2 separate regions of the Mus musculus genome follow, and region 2 is linked to region 1. Evidence: chromatin contacts called from public HiChIP or PLAC-seq data. All regions are on one chromosome and are shown on one strand. The core of a region is the stretch at or near the end of the contact, and the rest is flanking DNA. Distances in the headings are between cores, read along the strand shown. Region 1 has its middle 54 kb from the start of Klf5. Region 2 overlaps Gm41230 (predicted gene, 41230).

Region 1 (6,132 bases), core at 3,468-5,967:
AATCGGGAACACATGGAAGGTGAGCTGAGGTATTGGTTTCACCTTTCCTAAGTTTGCCCTTTGTGAGTTAGTGTGGTAAATAGAAAATTGTGGCCTAGGGTCCTGCCCCAGCAGGGTGTTCAAATGGCCTGTTGTGTCTTGGGAAGAGTTTCCTTGTTCCTGTGGTCCTCAGTTTTCTCATTCCTTTTTTTTTTTTTTTTTTTTTTTTTTTGTGGTTTTTCGAGACAGGGTTTCTCTGTGTAGCTCTGGCTGTCCTGGAACTCACTTTGTAGACCAGGCTGGCCCTGAACTCAGAAATCTGCCTGCCTCTGCCTCCCGAGTGCTGGGATAAAAGGCATGCGCCACCGCACCCGGCTAGTTTTCTCATTCCTTAAGAGAGTGATAAATTGTCTGTCTGGCCTCTTTTTGCGAATCTCCTCATGTTTGCTTTCGGGAGGATAACAAAGAAAATGTGTTAAACACTACAGTGTACTCATATAGGTAAAATAAAATAAATAAACCTTTTAAAAAGTATATTTCATATTTTTCTTTGAATATGATCTTGTCTAGTGAGTGTTGTTTTTGTGTGTTTTTTCTCTTCTTCTGTCCTTCCTTCAATCCATACTTCCTTCCCTTGTTCTCCTCCCGCCTTTTCTTCCTCCACCTCCCTTCCTTCTCCTCTCCCTCCTCATCCCCTCCTCTTCTTCTTCCTCCTCTTCCTCCTCCTCCTCCTCCTCTTCCTCCTCTTCTTCTTTTCTGAGACACAGCCTCCCTGGCTTGGAAGTCTTACCTCAGCTTCTGAATGTTGAACCCACAGCCACGTGCCACCATGCCTGCCACAAACACCAGGGTTGTTTATCTGTTTCTAAATTCTGCAAGTGTGTGTATTGAAGGACTTGTGTTCCTAAATTCTGCAAGTGTGTGTATTGAAGGACTCTGTTGAGCAAAATGTTTGAAGGAAATAATATACACTTTGTGCTTTTTAATTTTGTTTCTGTCTTTCCCTCCCTCCCTCCCTCCCTCCCTCCCTCCCTCCCTCCCTCCCTCCCTCCCTCCCTCCCTCCCTCCCTTCTTTTCTCCCTCCCTTTCTTCTGTCTCAGAATTTCTCACCCTGGTCTCATGCTCTCTCTGCAGCAAATGAAGCCCTGGACCTGCCATCACTTTCCATGTGCTAGGATCTCAGGCTTCAGCCACCATACCTGGTTTGATGTGATCGGGGCTCAATCGCAGGGCCTAGCACATACTAGGAAGGCACTCTTCACAACTGAACTGCACACCAATCCTTTATCTTGTTTATAATAATAAAAATGTTTCATATTTTTGGCTTCCCCTTTATGTGGAAATAACTCCAAAATTTGAAATAAAAGCCATCTGATACTAAGACAAGAGTCTTGATTTTCTTGGATAATGTTTGTTGGTTCTGAGAGTTGGCAAGCTTTTTGAGGCAGACGTCTTGTAGGCCTCACCCGTCTTGTAGGCCTCGCGCTGTATTGCTGAGCACTTTGTGTGGTATTTGCCTTAGACTTGCTTGGTTACTGATCAGGTCTAGATTTTTTTTCCCTGTAAAAATATGCATTATGTTCTTTTTGTTTGTTTTGTTGTTTTTCTAGACAGGGTTTCTCTGGGTAGCTCTGGCTGCCCTGTAACTCGTTCTGTAGGCCAGGCTGCCCTCGAACTCAGAGATCTGCCTCCTAAATTCTGGGATTAAAGGCAGGCACCATCGCCAGCCAGCTGTGCGTTGTCTTCTCTGGTGTAGTGGTTGGAGATTGCTATGGATCACAATTGTTTGAGCTGCATCTTCTACTGTTATGCCTTATTGGAAATATTTTCTTTCAGGTTTATATTCACATTTGGGCACGAGTACTGTTGTTTATCTTGTGAACCAGGGTAACTTCTTCACATGACACTGGGAAGGTGACAGCCAATGTCGTGCTGCTAAACTAACTACAGGAACGGAAGAGAAAAAGTGGACCTTGTAGTTAAGAACTGATAAGTAACAAATGTGCAAGGGTTGATCATTTAGTGAGCAATGGGTACAGGGCATTACTGGGATAACTTAATTACATGGTTGTTGTTTTGTTTTATTTTATTTTATTTTATTTTATTTTTCCTAACTCCAAAAATCCATTTAATATATTGTCCTCGGATAGAGGACGTGTCAGACATTAAACTGATAAGAACAGATACTATACTTGATCTTAGCCAAAAGGCCCAGAAGTGATTTATTTTATTTTTGAGTCAGGGTGTGTGTGTGTGTGTAGCTTTGGTTGTCCTAGAACCCATTCTGTACACCAGGGTGGCCTTAAATGGACAGAGATATGCCTGCCTCTGCCTCCCAAGTGCTGGAAATAAAGATGTGTTATCTACTGCCTGGTTTAATTATCTGTGTTTTTAAACCATAGAACATATTTGAAATGACATGGTTTAGTTACATAGAAATAAAAAGAGTTGCTAAAATGCTCCTGTGTGTGTAGGGTATCGTGAAAAGCTGTCTTCTGGGAGTAATTACCATTATACTCATGATCCACTGAGCCTGTGGCTCCTGGCACCAGATCTAGGGAGCACCAGCCAACATTCAAGAAGGCAGCATTAACTGGACTCAGTAGGATTCGTTAACTGGAGTCTCTCTCTCTCTCTCTCTCTCACACACACACACACACACACACACACACACACACACACACACACACACACAGAGAGAGAGAGAGAGAGAGAGAGAGAGAAAGAGAGAGAGAGAGAGAACATGGAACATTGAACCATGGATGTGAGCAGGGGGTTGGAGGGGCTTGAGAAGAGTTGGGTAGGGTAAGACAAGACTAGGATATATTCCATACATGTATGGAATTGCCAAAGAATACAGAAAAGATGGCTTAGAAGGGTAAACACATGGAATGTTCTCAAAATGCTTTTGTGTTTCTAGAGAAGGTGCAGAGGTGATTTAGCATGGGTCCTCTGGGTTTCAGTCGGCAGACATTTGCCAGGTTCCTGTTATTGAATCCGTCAATATCTTTTCATTGAGCCAAGGAGAGTCTTACTCTGATTCATGTGGCTTACAACACCCCCCACCCCGAGAGCTCCCCCCCCCCCAGCTTCTGAGGTGAATGACCAAATTACCAGAGACTTCAGCTGAGCGGATGGACAGTGCCCCACAACATGCCATCACAGCCAGGCTGGTCTGGTCCTGCCTTCCTCGTGCAGCACCTCAGTGTGTTCTTCATACATGTATGTACCTGGATGGCTGGCTGGGACTCCTGCAACGGCAGGCAGTCTGTTTCTATACCAAACAATCAGACCCTAACCATACCTACAAGTAAATGAGCAGGCTTTACTGTTGTGTTTAGAAATGCAAATGTATATGCATAGAACACTTAGTGAAAAAGGAGGCCATGCATTTGAAAAGAGAGCAAGGAGGGGTGTATGGGAGGGTTTCAAGAGAGAAACAATGTAACTGTAACTACATTACAATCTCAAAATTTAAAATTAATAATAATAATAATAGTAACAATAATAATAAATACAGCATGCTGTTTAGCCAGATGGTGACTGTAAAGTTACTTTAGGTAAACTCAGTTTGAATAGTTTTACATATATCCAAACAATTAATCAAGTCCAAAATGTTCCAAGAAACAGCAGACAAAACTATAATCTAGTAAACTATATAATCTAGTATAACTATAAACTAGATTATAGTTCTGTCTGCTATTAATCCCATAATGTGGGCTTTGGTCATTAAAATTACTCACTGCTGTGAGCACCCCCTTTTACCTGGTTAGGAAAAAATGCCGGTTGGTACAGATTTAGTTCCTGCTTTTTTAACTGCCACGTTTTTTTTTTTTCTCCATGCACTTAATTTCTCATGCAAAAGAGAACATGTTCTTCTTGTAAAATTCCACCTTACAAAGCAGTGTGTGACACACATGAATTTGTCTTCTTTTGAAATGTCACATCAGACATTCTCAGCCCTTTTGTTCTTGATAAATACAAATAATTTCACCCATTTTAAATTTTATGAGGGAACGAATCACACATCGTGTTCTGTAATTTGATCGTCTTGCCTGGTTCTTTTTCTCATCAGTGCTGAGAAGTTTTTTTTATTTATTTTTATTTTTATGGGCTTAGGGGTTGACCCCGGAGTCTTGTCCATCTATGCTGGGTCAGTGCTATACCTCCAAAACCTGCAAAAGAGAGCATTCAGGAGCACTGTGCTAAACCTTTTGGTTTAAATCATTCTTCTCTCCTGAGTTTCGGTCTACTTCCCCAAATTACCATCACAATGAACCTCTTGGCCCAGTTTCAGTAAGTGCTTCCATTTCCCCTACTGAAGAGCCTCAGGCTTCTCCAGGTCTTGTGTATTAACTGCAAATGTCAGCAGGTGCCAGGTTGAGGTCTTCTCCTTCTTCTTCAAGGATTTATTTATTTTATATATGTGAGTACACTGTCACTGTCTTCAGACATACCAGAAGAGGGCATCAGATGTCATTACAGATGGTTGTGAACCACCATGTGGTTGCTGGGAATTGAACTCAGGACCTCTGGAAAAGCAGAGGGTGCTCTTAACCACTGAGCCATATCTCCAGTCCCCAGTCCCGAGGTTTTCTTCTCGACTCTTCTCCCATTTGCAGAAAGTCCTGGAGTTGAACTGCAAAACTTTCTCCATTGAGATTCCCTATGGATTAGGGGGCAGGACAAGGTGATGACCGCAAGAAACTTGGACACCTGCCAGCTCACTAGCTCTCATCCTCAGAAGCAATACCTACGCTCTGTACTCTCCTATAGCTATGGCCTCTCATTCCTCTTGGCACAATAATCTAGCTTTGCCAAAGAGCAACAGCAGCCCAATGTTCACTTCCCATTCATTTTCCTACCCCTGCGTGTGGGCTGGGCCCCACCATAGCTACAACTTGAAAACAGCTTCTTCAAGCCTTGAGGTGGTCACCTTTGGGGTGGATCTATCACGCCCTTCTTTCGTCATCTGCCTTCCAGGAACCTATCAAGACACCTCATCTATTTCTGTTCCATCTTCGCCCACCCTCAGGTATCAGCAGCTCTTCTCTACCAGTAAGCTCTGCGTGGGAAGAATCAAAACACAGCCCAATCAGTTCCAGCTTTGAGACTTTGGGATGGCTCTAAGTCCTCCTATTTCTGCCATTTTCCTGGCTTGCTTTCCTCTTGTGTGGGCTTCCTTCTCAGGCTGCAGTAAGGGAAGGCTGGAGTTATAGATTATTCAGACGCCATTAGAACGAAGATAAAATTTTATTTCTAAGAGTTACTTGGAAAAGATGGTTAAGGGTTTAACCTGGCTTCCTGCAATACTGCGTTTCCCTTTCTTTTTTGACATGAAACGTCACTGTACATCCTTGGCTGTCCTTGAACTTGAAAAGATTTACAGGAGACTGAGTGCTAAGATTGCTAAATTCAAGTGCCAGGAAACCTTGGCTTCCTCTTTGAAGTCACTGGTTTGAAGATAGGGTTATGGGAACAAACCAGTGCTTCTGGGATTTTTTGTTTTGTTTTGTTTGTTTGTTTACTTTTTTTTTTTAAATTCTGTTTTGAGACTGAGTCTCACACAGCAACCCTGGCCTGAATTTGCATCATAAACCTGCCTACCAGCCTGGGTCTCCTTGGTGCTCACGCTATGCCACCACACCCAGCTTTTATAAATTGCTTGTCTTTAAATATTTTAATTTCAGGGTTACTCCTTTAATCACAGCCCTCCCTCGGGAGGCAAGGTAGGCAGATCTCTGAGTTCAAGGCCAGCTAGGTCTACAAAGTTCCTTGACAGTCAGGACTAAACACAATAACTCTTATCCCAGCACTTGGGAGGTAGGAGGTTGAGGAGCTCTGTGAGCCTGGTACCACCCAGGTCTATAGAGTGAGTTCCAGCAGCCAGGGCCACATAGAAAGACAACCAACCAACCAACCAAAACCCCACCCAAACTCAAAACTTTTAATTTATGCCTAGCTCTGTATGACTCTGGAACATTGTTCTACACCTAGGAAATGCGTGTACGGCAAACAGTAAGGACAAAATAGTGAGTCAATTAAAAGTCACACAGCCAATTATTTTATAGAAAACTTATTTTTAAAAAACTTTATGACTGCCCCTCATCAAAGAAATTTCTCCTTGCAACCTAGGCCATTACAGAAAACCAC
Region 2 (6,670 bases), core at 409-2,908, 180 kb after region 1:
CTAAGTAAGCAAGCATGACTCTTTATGCATCCACGGGCATCCATTTATAAATTCCAAAGTGATGACTGCTCATCGAGTGACCCCAGCACTCTGCATTCTTACTAGTGTGGCGATGATGACGCACCATGCAGGCTTCCCTGTGCTATCTGTCAGGCAGTTAGCTTGGGTCACCTGTACAAGCCTGTGACTTCTCAGCCTCCTGGATCTGGCAATCATTTACCCTTCTGCAACTCACTTTTGCCCCTAATAGCCCCATGAATTTCAAAGTCAATCATTGCCAAATCTGGTATAGTCGCTACTGTAAAAATGCTTCTTTCTTGCTTTTCGTTTTGTTTTGTTTAAATTATGTATTTGAAATCTGTATTCCATATGAAGCTTTCCTCAATGAATTGCTGTTATCCTAGCCTATGACATGGGACATATTCTCAGGCTTTAGAGAATAGGAATTCCTCTTTCTGGGAGTGGTACAGGGAGGAATAATTAGCTGGGGAGGATGTTCTAGCAGCATCTTTATGGAGGCAGCAAGGCTAAGACCTTCATCTTTGGCAGGAGGAGTTTGTAGCCATTTATTCCTGTGCGGATGGTGTTACCAGGCCAGTGATTGATGGGGGAGGTTATACCTTGACTATAGAAGAGGAGATTTGACTGGACACCTGTTCAGCACTAAGACACCATGAGAACGGGACTGCTTTTGAGCACAGGAAAACAGTTTTGAAAACAGGAGCTATGTAGTTGTTGACATCAGCACCCACCTTCCCCCACACAAAGGGGCTCTAACTGACTCTCTGGTTTCTGTGTGAATTGTAGTACGTAGGGCATGAGCAGGAGGAGAAATCTGACAACTCTCTCTGCAGCCATCTCTTGTCTATATGTTATTATTAATGTATCACCATCATCTGAAAAGTGTGCTAAAGACACATTTATAAACTCCTCAAACCTGGAGATTCTGATTTAGTAGAGTGAAGGTAGGGCCCTAAACCCCACCTCTACCCGCTCTCTCCATTATATCTTCTCTCCCTCTGCTGTCTCTGCCTTTCCTACAGTGTATACGAACATTGTCCATGTTTGCTATGTGCTCTCTCTCTCTCTCTCTCTCTCTCTCTCTCTCTCTCTCCTTTCTCATTTTGGAACACTTTGTGTGCTCACGCTGTTCTTGGATTGAACTATTGTGAGTGCTGGGCTTTCAGGTAGGAACAGGTGTCCAGCAGGAACCAATATCGGAAAGGCATCTCGGGATACTGCAAAGCATCTCCAATTACTACGAATTGCAATAGAGAAGAGGAGTCTTTTCTGGGTGTTCTCTCTGGACCATCTAGTTAGTAAGAAGGGAGAAAAGTCCCTTGTGAGCCAGGCCTGGCTAGAGAGGCTATAGGCTCCATGCTGCCAGGATAAAATCTAACAGCTTCCTTGTGTGGAGGGAGGTTGAATCATTTCCAAACACCATTGGTCAGTTTCAATGAGAAACAGTAAACAGGCAGGCCTATAGAACAAATGACATTTGGTAGGAAAAGAGCTCCAGGGTCCAACCTGTTAGTAGGAAGGAAAGAATTAAACCAAAGCATACAGAGTTCCTACATTACATTCCTCTTACTACATTCCTAAACTGTAACAAGCATTTATCTTGTGAACAAAGAGGTAGCATTAGTTTGCATATGAAGAACCTGAGGCGGATGGAACCAGCAGGTCTTAGCCAGCCCACACATTAGAATCAACTGGAAGCAGATAGGTGGGCCATGAAAGATTACTTCAGGAGTGACCCACATCTCTAGATATATAGAGATCTGGATTTACTACTTGAATATTGATATCCTTAAAGAGTCTTGGAAATGTACAGGGAGGGGTGAGTTTCATGGTTATAGGCTGGATTCATAGGATTAAAGCGACTTCCAGATCTCTATGCAGAGTCACAGTACCCTCCTTAGACATGGGTTGGGGAGAGTTCCCAAAATTCAAGCCAGTCTTTTGAGGCAGGGCTGTCTGGAGATCTGATTTTCTTAAAATTTGCCTCACATCCCAGAAATAAAATCTTCAAAAGAAATTTTGCGAAGCAAAGCTTATCTTATTTGGTCATTCCCATGACCTAACAGCTATCTTAGGATTCTTATAAGGAGGACACAGGCCCGAGGAGCTTGCAAATTTCTCTCATTCTCGGGGAATACAGGCAAAATTCAGTTGAATTTCAAAGAGGCTTTGGAGTCTACCAAACCTGGGACCCACCGCTGCACTTTCTTATAAGTTATCTTAATTGAAAGTAACTTAAAAAAATAATTATACTTTAACTCCAGGCAGTGAAAAATTATGTATTTCCATGCCCCCCCCCATGAAATCTTCAATTTTAAACTGAGTTTATAGAACGATCATTTAACCTCTTGAAGGTCTCTTAGTTTTCATGATTGCTAGACAAGAGTAATGACATCATGGTGATAAACAAACACATTTAAATTCTTTTGGGAAAAAATCCATTTTACCCAGAACATAAACAAAAGGAAAAAAAACCCTCTAGAATACACATTAGTATTATAATAGCTTGTTAGTAATGAAGTAAAATTAATTTGTCAATTTATTTTAAAAGAAGGAACACGAAGAATTAATGCCAGCTTTTATTCATGCACCATTATCCAATTTTCTTGGCAATAAGTATCTGATATATTTTTTTAAATTTTGTCTTTTATTGAAAATAGCTTTTTGTCTTACATAATATATCCTAATTACAGTTTCCCCTTCTCAACTCTCCTCCCATCCAGATCAACTCTCTGTCTCTATGATAAAAACAACCAGGTTTCTAGGGATAATAATAAAATATAATATAATAAGATAAAGCAAAAACTAATACATGTGACTATGACAAAACAAAGAGAAGAAAGAACGCTCAAGAAAAGGCACAGGAAACAGATACAGATGCAAAACATCTTCTTGTTTGAACACTCAGGAATCCAATAAAGAATACTAAACCAGGAGCCATAATATGTTTACAAGAAATCTACCTATGGGGTAGTAAAAAGCTGTGTATAAAATAAAAAACTCCATGACACAACATCATGAGAGACAACCTCCTAAGACACCACTGTTTGGTTTCTAGTGGACGTCTAGTTCTGGGCATGTAGCCTACCCTTAAAAGTACTTTGTTTCCTCAGTGATACTCCTTTAGAGACAACTAAGTATTTATTTACAAGTGGTTACCAATTGGATGTAGCTTCTAGGTTAGAAATGGAGATATGTGTGTACCTCTCTTTTCAGTTCTAGGACCCCATCTGTGGCAGATCTCAGCAGGCCCTGTGCATGCTGCCTCAGTCTCTGAGTTTACACATGTGTTGATCCTGTTGATTTGGAAGGTGTCTTCCATCCCTGCTGGCTCTTACATTCTTTTGCCTCCTCTTCTACAGGGTGACCTGAGCACAGAAGGAAGAAATTTAATGGGGAGTGTTCCAAGGTCTTTCATTCTCTGCATAATGTCAGGCTGTGGGCCTCTGTATTTGTTCCCATCTGCTCCAGGGAGAAATTTCTCTGATGATGGCTGAGCAAAGCACTGATCTATGGGTATAGCAGAATGTCATTAAGAGCCATTTAGTGCTACTTTGCTATCTTTTTCTCTTTCTCTCTCTCTCTCTCTCTCTCTCTCTCTCTCTCTTTCCTTCCTTCCTTCCTTCCTTCCTCCCTCCCTCCCTTCGTCCTTCCTTCCTTCCTTCCTTCCTTCCTTCCTTCCTTCCTTCCTTCCTTCCTTCCTTCCTTCCTTCCTTCCTTCCTTCCTTCCTTCCTTCCTTCTTTCTTTCTTTCTTTCTTTCTTTCTTTCTTTCTTTCTTTCTTTCTTTCACTTGGTTTTATCCAAGGTCCTTAGGCTGTTGAGGTACCTAAGCACTATTTAAGCAGTGTAGGGTACAGATACCCTCTCATGGAGTGGGCATTAAGTCTAGCCAGATGTTGGTTGGTTATACGCACAAGCTTGGTGCAACTATGGCACTAGCGTATCTTTTGAGCAGTACACCATTGTACATCAAAGGGTTTATGGCTGACTTGATGGCTAATGATTTTTTTCTTTGGTAGTCTGCAGAGTACCTTCATGTGCATTAACACGTAAGAGTGAAAGCTCTATGTAGGCACCAGCTCCTCTTCGTGTTCACTGACTTGTCTTCATTAATGGGGCCTTGTCCATTTGTGGAGAGCAATAGCCTGGTTTATTGGGGAATTCTCATGGGACCTCTTTGGCCAACAACTTCATTAGATATTCCGGTATTGGAAGCTTCATTTGGTGTGAAGAGACAGAGAGTTAGAGCTCTGTCTCCCCCATTATTTGATGATTTTGTTTAAATTGCCTTCACATATATATAGATTTTAAAAAGCTTCTACTGTATGAGGTTTGTATACTACACATCAAATAAATGGCCCTTAATTTTAACTATGTCTCCCTATATTCACTTCCTTGCCTGCCTCTTCATTTCCACTCTATCGTCCTGTTCCATTCCCCTCACAATTCATTTTTTTAATTAGGTATTTTCTTCATTTACACTTCAAATGCTATCCCAAAAGTCGACCATACCCCTGCCCCCACTCCCCTACCCACCCACTCCCACTTCTTGGCCCTGGCATTCCCCTGTACTGAGGCATATAAAGTTCGCAAGACCAAGGGGCCTCTCTTCCCAATGATGGCCGACTAGGCCATCTTCTGATACATAGGCAGCTAGAGACACGAGCTCTGGGGGTACTGGTTAGTTCGTATTGTTGTTCTACCTATAGAGTTGCAGACCCTTTTAGCTCTTTGGGTGCTTTCTCTAGCTCCTCCATTGGGGGCCCTGTGTTCCATCCAATAGCTGACTATGAGCATTCACTTCTGTGTTTGCCAGGCACCGGCATAGCTTCACAAGAGACAACTCTATTAGGGTCCTTTCAGCAAAATCTTGCTGGTGTATGCAATAGTGTCAGCATTTGGAGGCTGATTATGGGATGGATCCCTGGATATGGCAGCCTCTAGATGGTCCATCCTTTTGTCTCAGCTCCAAACTTTGTCTCTGTAACTCCTTCTATGGGTGTTTTCTTCCCAATTCTAAGAAGGGGCAAAGTGCCCACACTTTGGTCTTCGTTCTTCTTGAGTTTCATGTGTTTTGCAAATTGTAACTTATATCTTGGGTATTCTAAGTTTCTGGGCTAATATCCACTTATCAGTGAGTACATATCATGTGAGTTCTTTTGTGATTGGGTTACCTCACTCAGGATGATATCCTCCAGGTCCCTCCATTTTCCTAGGCATTTCATAAACTCATTCTTTTTAATAGCTGAGTAGTACTCCATTGTGTAAATGTACCACATTTTCTGTATCCATTCCTCTTTTGAGGGACATCTGAGTTCTTTCCAGCTTCTGGCTATTATAAAAGAGGCTGGTATGAACATAGTGGAGCATGTGTCCTTCTTACTAGTTGGAACATCTTCTGGATATATGCCCAGGAGAGGTATTGTGGGATCCTCCAGTAGTACTATGTCCAATTTTTTGAGGAACCGCCAGATTGATTTCCAGAGTGGCACAATTCACTTATAACAATGTACTCTATTTTCCTTCCTAGGGAGATCTGTTACCCTCCACCTCCTACAGAGTCCCTTACTCTATACCCAAACTCTGCAGTTCTATGAATTATAGCTTGGTTATCATTGACTTAACAACTGATATACATGAATATAATTATGTGTTTCTAGGTCTGGATTACCTACCACTCAGGATTAATCTTTCCTGTTCCAATGATTTACATATTATTTTCATGGTTTTATTATTATTTTTTCTTTCACAGAAGAATACTATAATGTAAATGTACATTTTTTTTTTATCCGCTCATCTGTTGAGGGACATCTACGTTGTTTCTAGGTTTTGGCTATCATGAATAGAGCAGCAGGGAGCATGGTTGAAAAACTTCCTTTGTGGTAGGAAGAAGTGTCCTTTGGGTGTATGTCTAAGAATGGTGTAGCTGGATCTTGAAGTAGCTCTTCTTGAAGAACCACCACACTGGTTTCCCTAATGGGTATATAAGTTTGCACTCCTACCAGCAACAGATGAGTGTTCTCCTCACTCCACATCCTTGCCAGCATGAGTTGTCACTTGTGTTATTGAGCATAGCCATTCTGACAAGTGTAAGATGGAATTTCAAAGAAGTTTTGATTTGCATTTCCCTGATGACTAAGGATGCTGAACATTTCAAGCATTTCTCAGCCACTTGAGATCCCTCTTGTGAGAATTCTGTTTGGATCTGCATTCCCCCTTTTCCCTGGGGTATTTATTTTCTCAGTATCTAATTTCTGAGTTCATTATATATTTTTGATATTAGTTCCCCCTTTCACCTCTAATTTTGTTAATTTGGATATTTGCACTCTGCTTTTAGTTAATTTGTCTCAATGATGGGATTCTAATGTAGTTATAGCAGTTTAGGGAGAGAATAAGTAAGGTTTTCAGACAGGGGTGCTGATGAGGTAAGGCCATCCAAATAGAATAGTCCAGGAACAGAACTAGTTAAATGTGACTGGAATCTGGAGTATGTTCAGGTGGGTGGCAGGGCCAGAGGCTAAGAAAGTCAGCCAGGGTGGATCCAAAGGAAATCATGTCTAAAAGCCTTTTCTTCTAGATCTGTATATCCAATAATAATAGGTGGAAATTGAAAAATATGGCTAATAAATCATGCCCATCAGGATAAAC

What was found. HiChIP or PLAC-seq counts read pairs in DNA pulled down with a chosen protein or histone mark.
Region 2: a contact with region 1 is called in an H3K27ac HiChIP or PLAC-seq map of embryonic stem cells, with 6 read pairs. The contact joins two enhancer-like sites. A contact is called at or near these places in 1 of 484 Hi-C or Micro-C datasets (embryonic stem cells) and 3 of 115 datasets of contacts at active chromatin or transcription factors (embryonic stem cells and pancreatic cancer cells).

What each region holds. Positions count from the first base shown.
Region 1 is chr14:99,349,969-99,356,100 of GRCm38.p6, forward strand. It overlaps the pseudogene Gm22984. Among named protein-coding and RNA genes, the nearest start is that of Klf5, 54 kb to the left of the region's middle. Within about 2 kb of position 4,718, at least 10 of the 459 cell types and tissues checked have an H3K27ac peak or open chromatin away from gene starts, as enhancers often do. A contact at or near this core is called in embryonic stem cells, where this site is marked.
Region 2 is chr14:99,535,828-99,542,497 of GRCm38.p6, forward strand. The region is part of intron 1 of Gm41230 (predicted gene, 41230); the gene reads left to right. Among named protein-coding and RNA genes, the nearest start is that of Gm41230, 17 kb to the left of the region's middle. Within about 2 kb of position 1,659, at least 10 of the 459 cell types and tissues checked have an H3K27ac peak or open chromatin away from gene starts, as enhancers often do. A contact at or near this core is called in embryonic stem cells, where this site is marked.